3 separate regions of the Mus musculus genome follow, and all the other regions are linked to region 1. The links are chromatin contacts, called in public HiChIP or PLAC-seq maps. All regions are on one chromosome and are shown on one strand. Each heading gives the region's core, a stretch centred on a gene start, on an enhancer-like site or on the middle of the called end of the contact. The rest is flanking DNA. Distances are from core to core; before and after follow the strand shown. Region 1 holds the start of Hectd1 (HECT domain E3 ubiquitin protein ligase 1). Region 2 overlaps Akap6 (A kinase (PRKA) anchor protein 6). Region 3 overlaps Akap6 (A kinase (PRKA) anchor protein 6).

Region 1 (4,836 bases), core at 613-3,112:
AGATAATGTTAAGCATCTTTCATATGCTTTCTCGCCAGCCACTGGGATGTCTTCTTGGTTAAATGTCTCCAGTCTTTTACAATTTCTAATTAAGGTTTTTTTCTTTTCTTTTTTCTTTTCTGAGACAGGGTTTCTCTGTGTAGCTCTGGCTGTCCTGGAACTCACTCTGTAGTCCAGGATGGCCTCAACTCAGAAGTCCACCTGCCTCTGCCTCCCAAGTGCTGGGATTAAAGGTGTGCGCCACCACTGCCTGGCAAGGTTTTTTCTTATTCTTGGGTTTGAAGAGTTTTTCATTTGTTCTGGCCACAGTCCTGTGGTAGCTACATTGTTAGAAAGTATTTTTCCTGTTGGGGAACTTTGGAAATTTCTGCATGAGCCGTTCATAGTCTGTGAAGGTAGATTCCAGGCATCTGTATATGAAGAAACACATTGTGTTACATCTAAACAACTTACTATTATTTAGCAGTAAGAATTAAATGGGCTCCCAAGCCAGGTGTTAGCATACTTGTTAGCATACTCAGGAAGGAAGCCCTCTTGTTAGCATACTCAGGAAGCTGAGGCAGGAGGATATTGACTTTAGGCCAGCCAGGGTTACATAAGCATACCCACTTCAAAACAACAAGAAAAACAAAAAGTAAAAAACAAAACCAAATAAAAAAATCCAGTACAACAAAACAAAACAAAACACAACACAACACCAAATAAATGAGCTACCAAGCTATAAAAACTCACAGAGGATCCTTAAAGAGTGTTAGTGAATAATTCCAACTAGAAACGATATTTTGGAAAGGGCAAAACCATAAACAAAGAGATCAGTGGGAACTCTCTGTCCTTAGCCCTACCTGGCCAGGAACACATGATACAGAACAGGGTAGCCATAACTTATTCTCTGTACTTTCTGTTCAATTTGCTGTGGATCTAAAACTCTTCTAATGAAAACTTTTCCGGGTGTCTCTAATGTGCCGCCAGGGTTGAAAACTACTAGCCTCGGTCTTTGCATACAGTTCTTTCCTAAAATTAGGTATCTACTGCTATTTTGTTGTTGTTGTTCAAAGGATGAGTTCAGTATGGAGTCTTTTTCTTCCTCTTTTTCTCTCCCTTGGCTGCTCCTTCTTCATCACCACCGTCGCCGCCCTGTAGCCCAGACAAGTCTCGACCTCATTTTGTAGCCAAGGATGACCTTGAACTCCAGCCTCCAGTTCTCTAGTGTCACGGTTACGTGAGGACTCCACTAGCAGCGGCTAGTATTTGATTTTTCAACGCCCATGAAATAAAAGTTTGACGGGAATAACTACGGAAGTACAAGTGACCACGAGCCGAAGGCAACTGTGTGGGAAGTCCTCGATGCTGGCTGCTTCCCGGGACTCCACGGTGGGCAGGCAGGAGGCACGAGTTCCCGCAGCCGTCCTGGTCCCATCTGCGCCGAGGCGATAACGCCCGGCTGCGCAGCGCTCGCCGAGTTCCCAGGCTCGCTGGGAAGCGTTCTGGTAAACCGCTGGCTTTAAAAGTCCGGAGGAGGGGGTGACCCGGGCACGCCGAGCGCCTGCGAGACGGTGGCCTCCGTTCCGCAGGACTCCGGAGCGGCTCGCGCCGGGCGAGACGGGCGGAGCGTGCGCGGAGCAGCTGCTGGCGGCGCGCGCGGATTGACAGCGCGGCGACTCGGGCGCCGGGAGGCCGGGCTGAGGAGAGCCGTAGCCGACCGCCGAAGGAGCCCGGCGCCCCCCGTCGTCGCCCCGTGCCGCGGGGTCCGGCCTCCGCAGCGCCCCAGGTGGCCGCGGGCAGGGCGGCCGGGAGGCGTTCGCTCCGCCTCCGCCGGCGCGGCCTTCACCAGCCTCCCCGCCCGGCGCTCGGCCGACCCTTCTCCTGCCCCCGCCCGGCTGGCGATGGACGCGGCGTCTCCCCGCTGCCGCCGACGGCCCCGCGCGGACCTGGCTCTGAACCGCAGGGTCTGAGGAGCCGCGTGCTGGGGTCGGGACCCGCGCTGGCTGCCGCCGCTCGGGGGAGCCTCTCGCTTCCTTGTCACCGGGTCCCCGCGGAGGAAGGGGAGGGACGAGACACGGCTTTTCCTGTGCCGCCTGCCTGGCTCGACCTGCGCGGCCTGCGGTTTCCTAGGAACTCGAGGGCCGCGGCCGGGCCAGGCTCTGCCCGCGGCCTGCTTGGAGCTGGACCGGAGCTGTTTGGTACGGCGAGCCAGGGTAAGAGCCTGCGGTCAGGGTAGGCGGGGGCGCTAGGCGCTGTCGGCAGGCTGGGCCTGCGCGAGGATCCGGGCCGCCGAGTCCAGCGGCGGGCGCGGAGCTGGACCCCAGCGCGGTGAGGTCGGTCTTCCGCCGTCGCCTCTGCGTATCGGGCCCTTTGTTCCCCTCTCCGGGCCTTACGGGGCTTGGCTTGTTGGCTTCGGAGCTCCGGCTACGCGCTCCTTGTCCTTGGTAAGGCTCAGCCGCCCGGCGGGGACCGGGGACGTCCCGCTGGGCCTCCGAGTTCCGGGAGACCCGCACCCCAGCCGCTCGGCGGCTTCCTCTTGAGCTCGCAGGTTTGCTGCTTCTCTAGAACTTCGCCCTCCGCCCGGAGGCAGGTAGCTAACTTAGCCAGGTTGGCTGTCAGCGTCGCGGCTCCGGCCTTGATCAGGCCGAGGACGATGGGGCAGCCCCGCCGGGCGCGGCCGATGGGTGCCCACCGCGACCCGCCTCTAGGTTCCCACACCGGCAGGTGGATTGCGTGGGACGCAACGCTGTCCTTTGGTCGGGCATCTAGAAGCTTTTGTAATGACTTGCCTGCCTAGACTACTTCTCAAAAAATTTTTTACATAAAAACTAACTGCCCCATCCTATGGGAGAAAGAATGTCTGCCTGTCTGTCCGTCTGCCTGGGGGGGGGTGGTAACCTGTTAGTTGTATTTACTTTAGCATCAAGCCCCCCCCCCAAAAAAAAAAAAGTTTTAAGAACATTTGCCTAGATTACCAGAAGTTCTTATCAGTATTTACTTCCGCATAGGTAGATTTCATATCTAATTACTGTTTGTATTTGGGCATATTTTAGGAGTAAGTTTGAGAATTCAAAACTCGTGAGAAGGGAAATTCAATCCGAAGAAGAATTGGATTGGAAAGTGGTCTTTAAAACTACTGGATCTGACCCGTATCTGAAGCTCCGATTTTTGGTGGAGTTTGGGGGGAGGTTGCAGGAAGAAGTTGACTGGTAAAAGAACTTTTTTGTACATGTTTTTTGCCTTTTGGCACAGACATTGGTGATAACAGTACTGGGATCCAAAACTTGTTTCATAGTGTTTGACCAAGACAGCTCTGGTTTCTAGTTAACTAGCAACCTAATCAGCATATATTCATTCCAGTGTTAAACTGTTTTGCCTTGAGGGTTTTTGCATTAAGCCCAGGAAGTAGACTGCTGCATATGTAGCATACTTTTTGAAGTAATACTTTGCAGTTTGGAAAGTTTTTTTTTGTTGTTTTGTTTTTGTTTTTTCAAGACAGAGTTTCTCTGTATAGCCCTGGCTGTACTGGAAATCAGCTTTGTAGACCAGGCTGGCCTTGAACTCAGAAATCTGCCTGCCTCTGCCTCCCTAGCGCTGGGATTAAAGGAGTGTGCCACCATGCCCGGCTGGAAAGTTTTTTTTTTTAAAGCATATATATTTGCTTATTTTGTGTGTGTGCAAGTATGTGTGCGTGTGCATATCACAGTGCAATATGGAAATTGGAGAATAGCTCTGTATGTATATACATATACACATGCATGTGTGTGTGTGTGTGTGTCTCTTGAGGACCTGAGGACCTTACAGAAACTTGGTTCAAGCAGATGTACAAGAAAAAAGTCTTTACACAGGCTGATCAGTTCTGAACAAATGTTTGAAAAACCCGTTTCCCTTTTTCAATTTAGGCAAAGGAGCATTTTAAAGACAATGGCAGATGTAGATCCTGATACGTTGCTGGAATGGCTGCAGATGGGACAGGGAGATGAAAGGGACATGCAGCTAATAGCCCTGGAGCAGCTATGCATGCTGCTTTTGATGTCTGACAATGTGGATCGCTGTTTTGAAACGTAAGTGCATTCCTGCATCACCTTCCTCTGCGCCCACTGTGCTGACATCTGTTTCCAGCTATTTGCTGACTTCAGTTTGTGTGAAAACTTTGCTAGGGAACTTTAAAATACCCCTTTAGACATTTCTGCAGTTGTCTGTGGTTCATGGAACCCTAGTAATGATAATCGTGATTATGTAAATACATATTTGTTCAATGAGTGTGGATTAGGAATACTAACCATAGCTTGGTTGAGTCAGTTATGAACCATCTCATAAATTAAAAAGATTATAAATGTTTATCTTCTTTAAAGCTGTTTTTGTATTATATGACTTGGAGAATAAGGTCAGAACTACCTGTTTCTTTGGTTTTCATGTGTCATTGCTTTTGTTAAAATAACTTCGGTTAATACATTTCATTTGGATATTTCCAATACTTTTTGAAGTACAGAAGCTTTGAAGTTGTGTGTGTGTGTGTGTGTGTGTGTGTGTACTTTCGTGTATGCTATGGTGTGCATGTGGAAGTCAGAGGACAACTTTTTGGGAGTTGATCTCTCATTTTAGCATGTGGGTTCCAGGATTAAACTCAGGTTCTCAGGCTTCGTGGTAAGTACTTTTACCAGCTGAGCCATCTCACTACCCAAATTTGGAGAGTTTTAAACAGTTGTATCAGAGATGATACTAGAAAGTTTGCATAAAAATATGAAAGGCATTACTCTACTAGCTCGGCACTTAGGCCATGATTTTCCTCTTGTGTGATTCTGGTTCAGTAAAGGAATAAACATTTCTCTGAGTTCATCTGAGTTGTGAATT
Region 2 (4,836 bases), core at 709-3,208, 1.0 Mb before region 1:
TTTCTGACTCCTCACTGTGAGCACGAAAGGGCCGACAGCCTCCTGAGCACCCAGGGCTTCAGTTTAGCTCCTTCCCTACTGCTGATGACCAACTCAAAGGGCCACCATCAGCCCATCTGTTTTTTTGGTTTCATGGCAGCACCTCTGTGGGATGCATGTACTTCATCTTGTCTTGTCTGGCAGCCTGTACCACACCTTGACTTGATCCAGAGGCCTGGCTTAACGCTGCAATGCTGGCTTGCCTTTGTGGTTGCCCCACATCTGCCTGCACAGTGACTCTTTTCATGACTCCTCCTACTTTCTTCCTCTGCCTTCCTCCTCCGGAGGACTTGAACTCTGTTGCAGCTTCTGCAAGCTCTTTGTAGGCATTTTGCAACTACACTTGGGTTTATACTATGTCACATAAACCATGTGATCTAAAAGTGAGTATCTGTAATTAAGATTGTGACAAAAGAGCCTATGCTTGCCAATGGCCAGCTATCCAAAAAAACGAGGACTACTTGGCAAATTTCAGCCAATGAAATGGTGTAGCCAATTTGCTATTACTGAGTGAATTCTGACAGAGACACACAGACATGTCTGTCTATAGTTTCTGATACAGTGCACCAATAATGCACCAGTCCTGTGACAGATCTGACCAAGTCCAAATTAGGTAAGAAAAGAAGAGGGCATCCTGGCTTCCGCAACCCTCCTCCCTTCATGAGAGCACTAATGTCAGCACACGTATCACACTTCGTAACTCATAACTCACTTTTAGAAAAGTCCAAACCCCACTCTTGCTCCAGAATAAGAAGTTTTTAAACTTCTAGCTCCCCTTTTAATGTGCTGGCCAGAGAACAGTCTCCTGACTTTCCCACAGTGTTTGGTTATTTGCAAATAGTATCGAATAGAAATAAAAGGAACCTACAGACTCAATCAGCAATAGCTGGAATAACCCTTGTGCCACTTGCTCAGAATAGACTAGAAGGAATTTCTCACCCATCCGCAGCACCCAGCACAATAGGTTATATATAGCTATGGCACCACATGCCAAAATCCATGCCACCCATTCCTCTGACACATGACTTGACTCCTTCATAGTGAATGTAGGAATGTAGTCAGCCAGGCGATGGGTCAAGATTCCCAGGCAACTATCTAGGAGAAACAATTCTTAAAGGGGCACCAAGTATTGCTGGTGCCAGTCAGCCATCCTCCTGCCTGTCTAGAAAAGGAAAGGGAGTTGGTACAGTTCCCAAAGAAGCAGACGAGCTCTGAAGGGAAAAGAAATCACCTCCCCTGATCAATATTCTGGCAATGTGCACATGAAACCCTTATTTAAAATTCTAAAACTAAATAATGCATAGTAAGATGCAACTTTCTAGAATCTATAAGTTATTTCATGCCTTTTATTTTACCACCAGTTGCTTAACCTGACCAAAACCATATGAGCACACAAACTGTAGAATAAAAAGCTATGTGTATGTGTTTGCACATGCAAGTGTGTGTGTGTGTGTGTATGTGTGCATTTGTCTGTGTGTGTGCATGTATGTGTATGTACCCACTTTTCCAAACTTGGACTTTGTTTTGAGCACCTAATCAAAGATTTGATTGAAGAAAAAATAAGTAATTCTGAACTATGTGCTCTCTAGTAATAGAAAAATGTGCTTTCCTCTGTCATTCTGCACAGATATTAAACAACTATTTACAGAATAATTAGTCTAGAGATCTAATACTTAGCTTCTTAGCAATTGCCTGTTTGCTGGAAATTTATATAAAAGAAGCTGAAGGTTGTGGGTAGCCTGCTAATTTAATGCAGTCGAATCTAGGGGATTAGAGACTTCAAAAAGTAATTAGCTGAATGACTGCCTCCCTGCAGGAACTGTTTGTATTTTAAAAGCTCCAGGAGAACTGACCTGTTGGAGGCCCTGTAGGAATGTCTTTAACAAGGTGAATTGGAAGCACAGTCTGGGGCGCTTGGCCAGCCTAACTGATGCATGTAGGAAATGAGTCTAGACTCAACTGCCCATGTGACTGAAGCAGATGGCAACTAGAAACTGGTTTCAACTCTCATGACTAAACCGCTTGGTAGATACACATTTGCTACCCAGAGAAAACTAAATAAGAAATAAGAAAATCCTTTTTTAGGATACAAACAATCCTTTCTCGATCAGCTTTTTATCTATGCACTCATCCATCTTAAGAACAAACACACAAAATATTTTTATTTGCCACTGAGAGTATTAATGGGAGACACAATATTTCATGCCACAGGTAGAATTTTTAAACACTTAGCATGACAATGATTAATTAAGCTCAGATAGGAGCAAAGATTCATAGGGAATTATAGTAACCCAACAAATACTGTTTAATTTCAAGCTATTTTCTGTTTTGAGAGAGAGAAAAGTGCTGGTTGGCAGGAAACTGAATTTAGAGGTGGAAAGGTTAGAAGATGGATGAAGATACTGAAGAAAATATGTGTAAAAGACAGATTCCATCCCACCCACACAGGATACCATAGAGCACACCAGCATGACATTCTTCAGCAGGGAAGGCTGAGTCTGGGCATCCTCATGCCCTTAGGCTGACATAGCCCTGTGGTCCCTACTTGCAGCGGAGTCTTACTTGCATTTCTGCTTGTTTCAGCCTCTTCCCTGGTGTAGACCTTTGTTATCTGACTTCCAGATTCCGCTCTTATATTTCCAAGTATTTCACCTTGGAACAATGGGACCTTGACATGAATGATCCCCTAGAAGGATAAGATAATAAAAGATCTACTAACCTACACAGGTTCAAGGCTTCAGATTCAGACGTTGCCTTTAATACACCTCCTATCCCTTGGTAGCCATGTCTAGGAACAGAGAGGACCTTGGGATTGTAAAGGTAGAAGAATACAGAAAATTTGTTGACGTGATCAAGACAAGCCTTTAGACGTTTGCCTGGAAAGTTATCATGTGCCACTATCGTGTATCTAGAGATAAATGAGCTGCTGCACCTCACTTCTTATGATATCATTTCACAACAGGACACTCTTTCCTACGTCTTGACAATTTTTATCACTAACAGAATGTAGCAAGCTAGCTTCAATCCCAGAAGACTCGTTTCTTTCTGTGCATGTTCTTCTTAACTAAATGGTAGGCACATCTCATAGTTCTCTTTATAGTTAGTGGCTACCAATTAACTTGTGACTGAAAACATTATCAACTTCACTTTCACAAACTGACAACTAAAAAAGTAATTCTCATAGATAAAACAATTCAGGTTTACTTTTCAATATTACCCATTGCTTTCTTGGTTTAAAATCTCCCTTGGTCCTATGTGGATTTCATTCATTTAAACCTTTCCCTATGAGAGAAGTTGTTGTCCAGCAGGCTCGCTCAGATGATTAGATTAACAGATGTCTCTAAAAATAACAAACTGGGGATGGTTTAAAAATACCCTTTGAACAACAATGTTTTAAAAAGATACTCAAACTGTCCCCAGTTCAACCCATAATTATAAAAAGACAGTTCAAAACTTGCAGGACAATGAACCAAGGAAGTAACTTCTGCTATCTAATCAGTTAAAAATAGTAAAAGTCCATCGTCACAGCAAAAAATAAACATAGAAGTTTGGGTTTTTTTGGTCACACAATCCTTTCAGGCCTAGGCAGAAAGAGAAAGCAGAGCCCTTAAGGTCATGACAACGTGAGTACCAGCAGCGACTTCTTTGGCTAACTGGTTCAGAGCTCCTACACTGTGTTCTGGAGAGTACAGAGGATAAAGAGGGCGGCCTCAGAAGTGAGCGGAAGCGGACAGTGAATCTTCAAACGTATTGACACATACGATATTTCCCCTCAGAGCTGGTTGTACTAACACAGGAAAGTGATACTCTCCTCTCACCATACAGCCATCCCTGTGACCTTCAGGATCACTGGCAGGACAAAAAGACGTGGACGACATTACGTTTATGTTGCCCAGTACTCACTCGACTTAGTCTTCCATGTAGCTAGTGACCTTAGAGACGCAGCCATCTTTAAAAAAAAAAAAAAGTCTTCCAAACCAGGAATATAAATCACTTTCCTTTTTCTTTCTTTCTTTTTTAAAGATGTGTTCTTTATTTACATTTCAAATGTTATCCCCTTTCCTGGTTTCCCCTCCGAAAACCCCCTATCCCGTTCCTCTTCCCACTGCTCACCAACCCACCCACTCCAGCTTCCACACCCTGGCATTCCCCTATACTGAGGCATAGAACCTTCACAGGACCAAGGGCCTCTCCTCCCATTGATGTCCAATAAGGCCATCCTCTGCTACATATGTGGCTGGAGCCTTCTTTTTTTCTACCAAACACTCTTTCTAGTGTCTACTTTTTTCTTCGTCACTGAGAACAACTATAACGGACATAGGGAGGAAGGATGGTAGGTGGCATTTATGACTAACAGGGTATAAATCTGCATACAATGATTATCATTTTTACTGGTAGAATTACATGAATATGATGACAGCAATAAAATCGCCCCTGGAAAGGATGTTACTGTTATAATTAGCTCCAACTCACACAGTTCCCTGACCAGCCTGTCTTCCCAGAGGCAGGAAACCTGCTCTATGTGTCTTTGGGTCTGTTCACACCAACAGGACCCTGCCACACAGATGAACAATGTCCAAAAGATGTTTGCAGAGTCCAAATCACCTGAAGAAGATATGATACTTCACAAACCCGAGGGACCACCCTTAAAAATAAGGGCTAGTTTGTTACTCTTTGAGGTGCATCCACATTGATAGGCTTGGGCTGATGAATCCTCTTTTGTGTTTATGAGAAGAGGGCTGAGAAGCAAGAGGAAGGCCGTACATTTTCTTACACACTGGCAGCCACGAAGCTGGT
Region 3 (4,836 bases), core at 702-3,201, 1.0 Mb before region 1:
AGCTTCATGTCTCCATCGCCAGACAGAAAAGTTCAAAATATATACTTCCTCAAACAATATATGTACTAATTATATATATATTTAATTATATATATATATATATATATATATATATATATTTAAAATTGAATGTGGCTGGACTTTTCCAAATAAATAAAGTTTCCACCTACTTTTCCAAAATTGGCATATTTCTCATTCTTCATAGCAAAGAGCATAGAAATTTAAAACGGATTCAGAATCAGAACCATTTTAAACCATGGGGAAGGAGACAGTCAAAAAAGGGTTCTTAAACTAAATGCAAGATCCAATGAGGTTGAAGTAATCTACAAACCCTGGTGGCTCTGGGGGCTGCACTGAGCTCAGCAAGATGCCGCCCGTGCCTTTTGTTTGTGTAGCAGAAGGTAGCATGGATTTAGTTTGATGCCAAAACAGTCTACCATTCTGGTTGTCTTAAAGCCTTGAAACCAGAGGTTCTCAGGCCTTGGATCCCCTTTCACAAGAGTCACATATCCGCACATCAGATAATTACGTTACAATTCATAACCTTAGCAAAATTCTAGTTATGAGGTAGCAATAAAATAATTTTATGGTCGGGGGTCGCCCACAACACGAGGAACTGTGTTAAAGGGTTGTAGCATTGGGAAGGGTGAGAACCTCTCCTGAGACCTTCTCTTCTCAGAGAATCCTAATGGTAGAGTTCAAAATCCTACAGTGTTTCCATATCAGAGGACTTGTTTGTCTGCACTGCTTGTCTATGCTACGCATAGCAACCAATATGAAGTTGCTGCTGACCTATAGAAACAGTGAATCCATGGGCTTCAGCCTCCACTGTTGTAAGTCGGCTGGATATGGGAACCAGAGGGCTGAGGATACAAGGAAGTGGATATATAAAAAGAGATTTATTTTATGTTAATAATTTTTTTTACTTCACCTCATTGAAGTTGGGTCACAAAATCAAATGCCAAACCTCTTCGCATGGAAGGAATTAAACATTCCTAGCACTGCTGAAAAAGCAAGGCGCGCTCCGCTGTCTGCGTTAGATCCATGACCCAACTGTAACAGAGTGTGCCAAATAAGTCTAACCACGAACCGAGACAGGGAAAGCAGGGCGCTCTGCCCACTGTGCCAGCACAAGAACCACGTGCGTAGCAGGTGAACAAGCTCCCCTGAGAACAAGACCAGGCCGCTACCTGTCATGCAAAACCCTGGATTTTCCAGTCCTCCTTGCTGTAATTCGCACTCCCTTCAAATGCATCTTGTCCAGGCTGGTTTGCTAAAACAGCTGGATGAATCTACAGGAATGCAGAGAGCGAGGGAACTGCCACGCCTGGCTTCCCCAGCCCTCTCTTCCTTTCTCCCTTCATCCTTTGGAATTTTGATTAGATTATGACAATTTGGCTCGTTCCAGGAGCAAACACTGCATCTTCTGGCTTTTCTAGTTTGAAAAACAGATGGTCCCTTCACTGGGCCCAGGGGAAAAGGAAAACAACTTGTTATCAAGAATTTCCTTTGGCTTCTGCTTTGCAGTTTCTAGTTTCCCAACATGCAATTCCTTGACGAGCTGGTGCGCTTGTGGGCTAGAGCCAGTGTGAGCATCCAGGAAGCAGATCTGTAGCAACTTTTGTCTCCCCTTGCCCATTCTCCCAGCCCAATCCTCATCCCTGGCCCAGTGCCTTCAGAAGTCAGAGCAATAGAACCCTAACCTGTTATTTATGTTACTCGAAATCACTGTTTCGAAACTCAATGTAAATTAAGCTACGGGTCAACCTCAGAGAAAATTAATACAGAGTAAACTATTTTCTATACTGCAGTTCCAAAACCCCAAAGGGGTTTTTATTTGAGCAAAAATATACATGCTTAAAGGAGCTCCTTGGCCCAACTTGAATCGCTCTGAGTGAGACAGAGTCCAGTTTGAACTGGATTTTCCTTTGTAATCTCTGTGGCATTCCAAACATTTCTACACATCAGGATTACATCATATTCCCCCCTCCCTCCTCCCCCTTCAATACAAACAGCCATTATACCCCATTTTCATGACCTTCGGGTTCCCAGTATCAAATTACCCAGCTGGTAATTTCTATCTCCCTTGGTTGCTAAGAGATGGCGATGGTCCAGACCAAACTAATATTCCTGAACGCTGAACCTCAAGTTGCCATAGGAGTGAATGAAACTCAGCCGGAGCACAAAAGGGCTCACCATTTGGCAGCCAGGCTGTGTGTCTTTCACAGCTGCAGGAGACAGTTGGTCCAGAGAACCTTTCTGCCATCTCCCTGCCAAGTCACTGCCACGTTCTCAAGCGGTTGACACAATGGCTTTCAGCAGAAGAGCTGCCATTTACATTACAGAGATCAGTCTGCTGTCCCACCGTCTCTTCTGAATTAAGTTTCATGGTTCCATAGCTAAAGCCCCCCCCACTCCGATACAACAAGCCCTTTTAATGACAACAGTCACAGAGAAGGCACTTGTAGGAAATGCTAGTGTATCTCTCCTCCTTGTGGCCTGGCCTGCTTGTCTGCTCAGGCTCTTACTCCCCAAGCTGCTACTCTGGGGCTCTCAGATGAGCCCTTCCTGGGTATTGTCCCACCATGGCCACATCTCCCCTGGGAGCTTTCCACACTGGGAAAGCTTTTCCTGGCTGCTCTCTGGAGAGGATCCAAAGCTGGAGGGAGACACCTCAGGGCTCCTGATTAAAAGCCCTCGCCTCTACGGTAGATGCTCGAGGATAATTTGGCTAATCGGTCAGCTTGATCTGGTTTCAGATTCCTCTGACATTTTCTCATCCTCAACAAACCTTCAGAATGCAGAATTCAGAACCCCAGGTCCAGGATGGACTGCCTAGGGACCTGTGACAAACGTCAAACGTCACATTTCTTGTAAGAACAAAGGTTTCTAAGCTTTATGCTTTGAAGGCTCATTTTTCAAGTTAGAGCTCATAATTTGTTAGCCCAGGTCATACCCCAGGATTCCTAACACTCTGCAATATCTGTGTTTCCAAACAGAGTCCTGCAACAGCATGCCCAGCTTTAACTTTAGCCAATCCAGTCAGGTAGCAATGTCAGCAGGATCCCGTAAAATGGAGAAGAAAGACACAGATAATGAAATAAACTAGGAAGACACTTCATACCTTGGACAGAGGTGCCTGTGTCAATTAACACTAATTATTCAATCAAGACATTTGCCCTAGTGGGAGGCACAGACTCCATTCACCCCAATTAAGCCAGTGGATGCTGAAAGGATTTACAGGAAAAGCAAAGGAAGGTAGAATATATTCAGCAGTCGAGAGGCACGGGGATGTGAATCCGTCCTAGCTCGTGGCCGTGACCTTGGAATTCCCTGTTGACGTGTAAGACAACCCAAGAAAGGTTGTGCATGATAATCTGCAGTTTAGGACATCTGAGTTCTGCTGCAGCATGCGTTACCGTATACCCTCACCAGCAGACTGCAGGGCCAGTCACGGGTCAAATAACTTCTGCTTTCTTTAAGCCCTTCGATAATTAGAACCACAGAGATAATGGGATTTAGCCTAGCTTGTGGAACTATGTGTTAATTGCAATGATAATTTTCATGACTATGGACCAATCCATTTATTACTTTTAAATTCTGAAATTTTTAAATGAACCAACAATATATTACTTTGAGTTTTAATTTGAAATATTTAATAGCTATTAGCCCAGATTTTAGAAAAGGGGAAAATTTTGTAATATGTAAGAACCTGGCTTATCATAATTGTGCACTTAAAATACTTTCCAAACTAGCCTCAGCCTGTAAAGAGATTTTCTTGCACTTTGAAGTCTATTCTGTTATCTGAAATGGTTAGATAAGTGTCTCGGGGAATTTGAGTGAATTTGGAATAGTATTAGATTATGAACCAACTGAACATTAGCCAAAAAGAAGCGAATGGATGGCTGTAAATACTCTGATTTTCATAGGAAGCTTGCTAGGTTTAAAGGTGTGTGTGCGTGTGTGTGTGTGTGTGTGTGTGTGTGTGTGTGTGTGTGTGTGTGTGTGAGAGAGAGAGAGAGAGAGAGAGAGAGAGAGAGAGAATTAAGGCCCAAGGAAAGCCATGATTTAAAACCTCTCCTTTTACTTCTAAGTGTTCCTTTGAGCTTCAGCTGTGAAGATTTAAGCCTCGCCTCCTACTGTGGGTTCAAATCATGACTCTGTCACAGCAGACTTAAATATTTTTGGTAGTGAATGCGTGCCCTAAATTTCACAGTCGGCAGTTCCTCTCAGCTTCTGGTTCTGCAGAGATGAAGATGACAGATTGGACAGGGGAGGAATGTACTCTCTTTGTTCAGCCGCTGTGTGAGTCTCAGCAACAACCATGATACACTGAAATAAGCCACGAGTCAGACAGGGAAGTTATGTAACTTTCTCCAAGAATAAAATATCGTAAATCTGAAATTGTAATGGAAGTCTCCAGTTTTGGTTGACTACTGTCCAATGAGCACATGAGGGGAAGACATTTCTAAAACAGGTTCCTCTCAAATTTTATGTACATCTGAAACTCTGGGATATCATAAGTGAGAAGTGTGGTTTGGGAGGCAAAGTGGGGTACAGACATTTTGCAACGCTAACATCTGCCAAGGGGCTGCCTAAGCGTCCAGTGCAGGAACCACACTTAGGGCAGCAAAGCTCTGAATGTTAGAGTCCAGATGATGCTTTGTAGCTTTTTCTAGCAATAAAGAATTTTTTGGAAGTTGCATAAAGGGAGCAATATTATGTAAGACAGTCCCCGGACCTAATAGGACATTTGTACTGTGGTATATGTTATATTATATAGTAAATGCTATAATAATAATTGGGAAATTAATGTTTTGCCATTTAAGATGTTTT

Evidence for each region. HiChIP or PLAC-seq counts read pairs in DNA pulled down with a chosen protein or histone mark.
Region 2: an H3K4me3 HiChIP or PLAC-seq map of embryonic limb bud shows a contact between it and region 1, with 4 times the contacts expected there. The contact joins the enhancer-like site here to the promoter of Hectd1 in region 1. A contact is called at or near these places in 2 of 39 promoter capture datasets (cranial neural crest and second pharyngeal arch cranial neural crest), 1 of 484 Hi-C or Micro-C datasets (embryonic fibroblasts), 3 of 115 datasets of contacts at active chromatin or transcription factors (embryonic limb bud and stem cell-derived neural progenitor cells) and 1 of 9 other capture datasets (embryonic stem cells).
Region 3: an H3K4me3 HiChIP or PLAC-seq map of embryonic forebrain shows a contact between it and region 1, with 6 times the contacts expected there. The contact joins the enhancer-like site here to the promoter of Hectd1 in region 1. A contact is called at or near these places in 2 of 39 promoter capture datasets (cranial neural crest and frontonasal cranial neural crest), 4 of 484 Hi-C or Micro-C datasets (CD8 T cells, cortical neurons and muscle stem cells) and 5 of 115 datasets of contacts at active chromatin or transcription factors (astrocytes, embryonic forebrain, embryonic hindbrain and 2 more).

The regions. Positions count from the first base shown.
Region 1 is chr12:51,826,562-51,831,397 of GRCm38.p6, reverse strand. It overlaps Hectd1 (HECT domain E3 ubiquitin protein ligase 1), which reads left to right and starts at 1,862. Exons shown (of 43, transcript NM_144788.2): 1 at 1,862-2,195; 2 at 3,885-4,046. The coding sequence starts at 3,907. Gm5785 reads right to left here and starts at 3,213. Exons shown (of 4, transcript XM_011244243.2): 1 at 3,130-3,213; 2 at 2,169-2,543; 3 at 843-2,108; 4 at 1-410. The coding sequence starts at 3,213. The coding sequence ends at 1,257.
Region 2 is chr12:52,873,398-52,878,233 of GRCm38.p6, reverse strand. The region is part of intron 2 of Akap6 (A kinase (PRKA) anchor protein 6); the gene reads right to left. Among named protein-coding and RNA genes, the nearest start is that of Gm51971, 77 kb to the right of the region's middle. Within about 2 kb of position 1,958, at least 8 of the 459 cell types and tissues checked have an H3K27ac peak or open chromatin away from gene starts, as enhancers often do. A contact at or near this core is called in embryonic limb bud, where this site is marked.
Region 3 is chr12:52,832,751-52,837,586 of GRCm38.p6, reverse strand. The region is part of intron 2 of Akap6 (A kinase (PRKA) anchor protein 6); the gene reads right to left. Among named protein-coding and RNA genes, the nearest start is that of Gm51971, 36 kb to the right of the region's middle. Within about 2 kb of position 1,951, at least 125 of the 459 cell types and tissues checked have an H3K27ac peak or open chromatin away from gene starts, as enhancers often do. A contact at or near this core is called in astrocytes, cortical neurons, embryonic forebrain and 2 more, where this site is marked.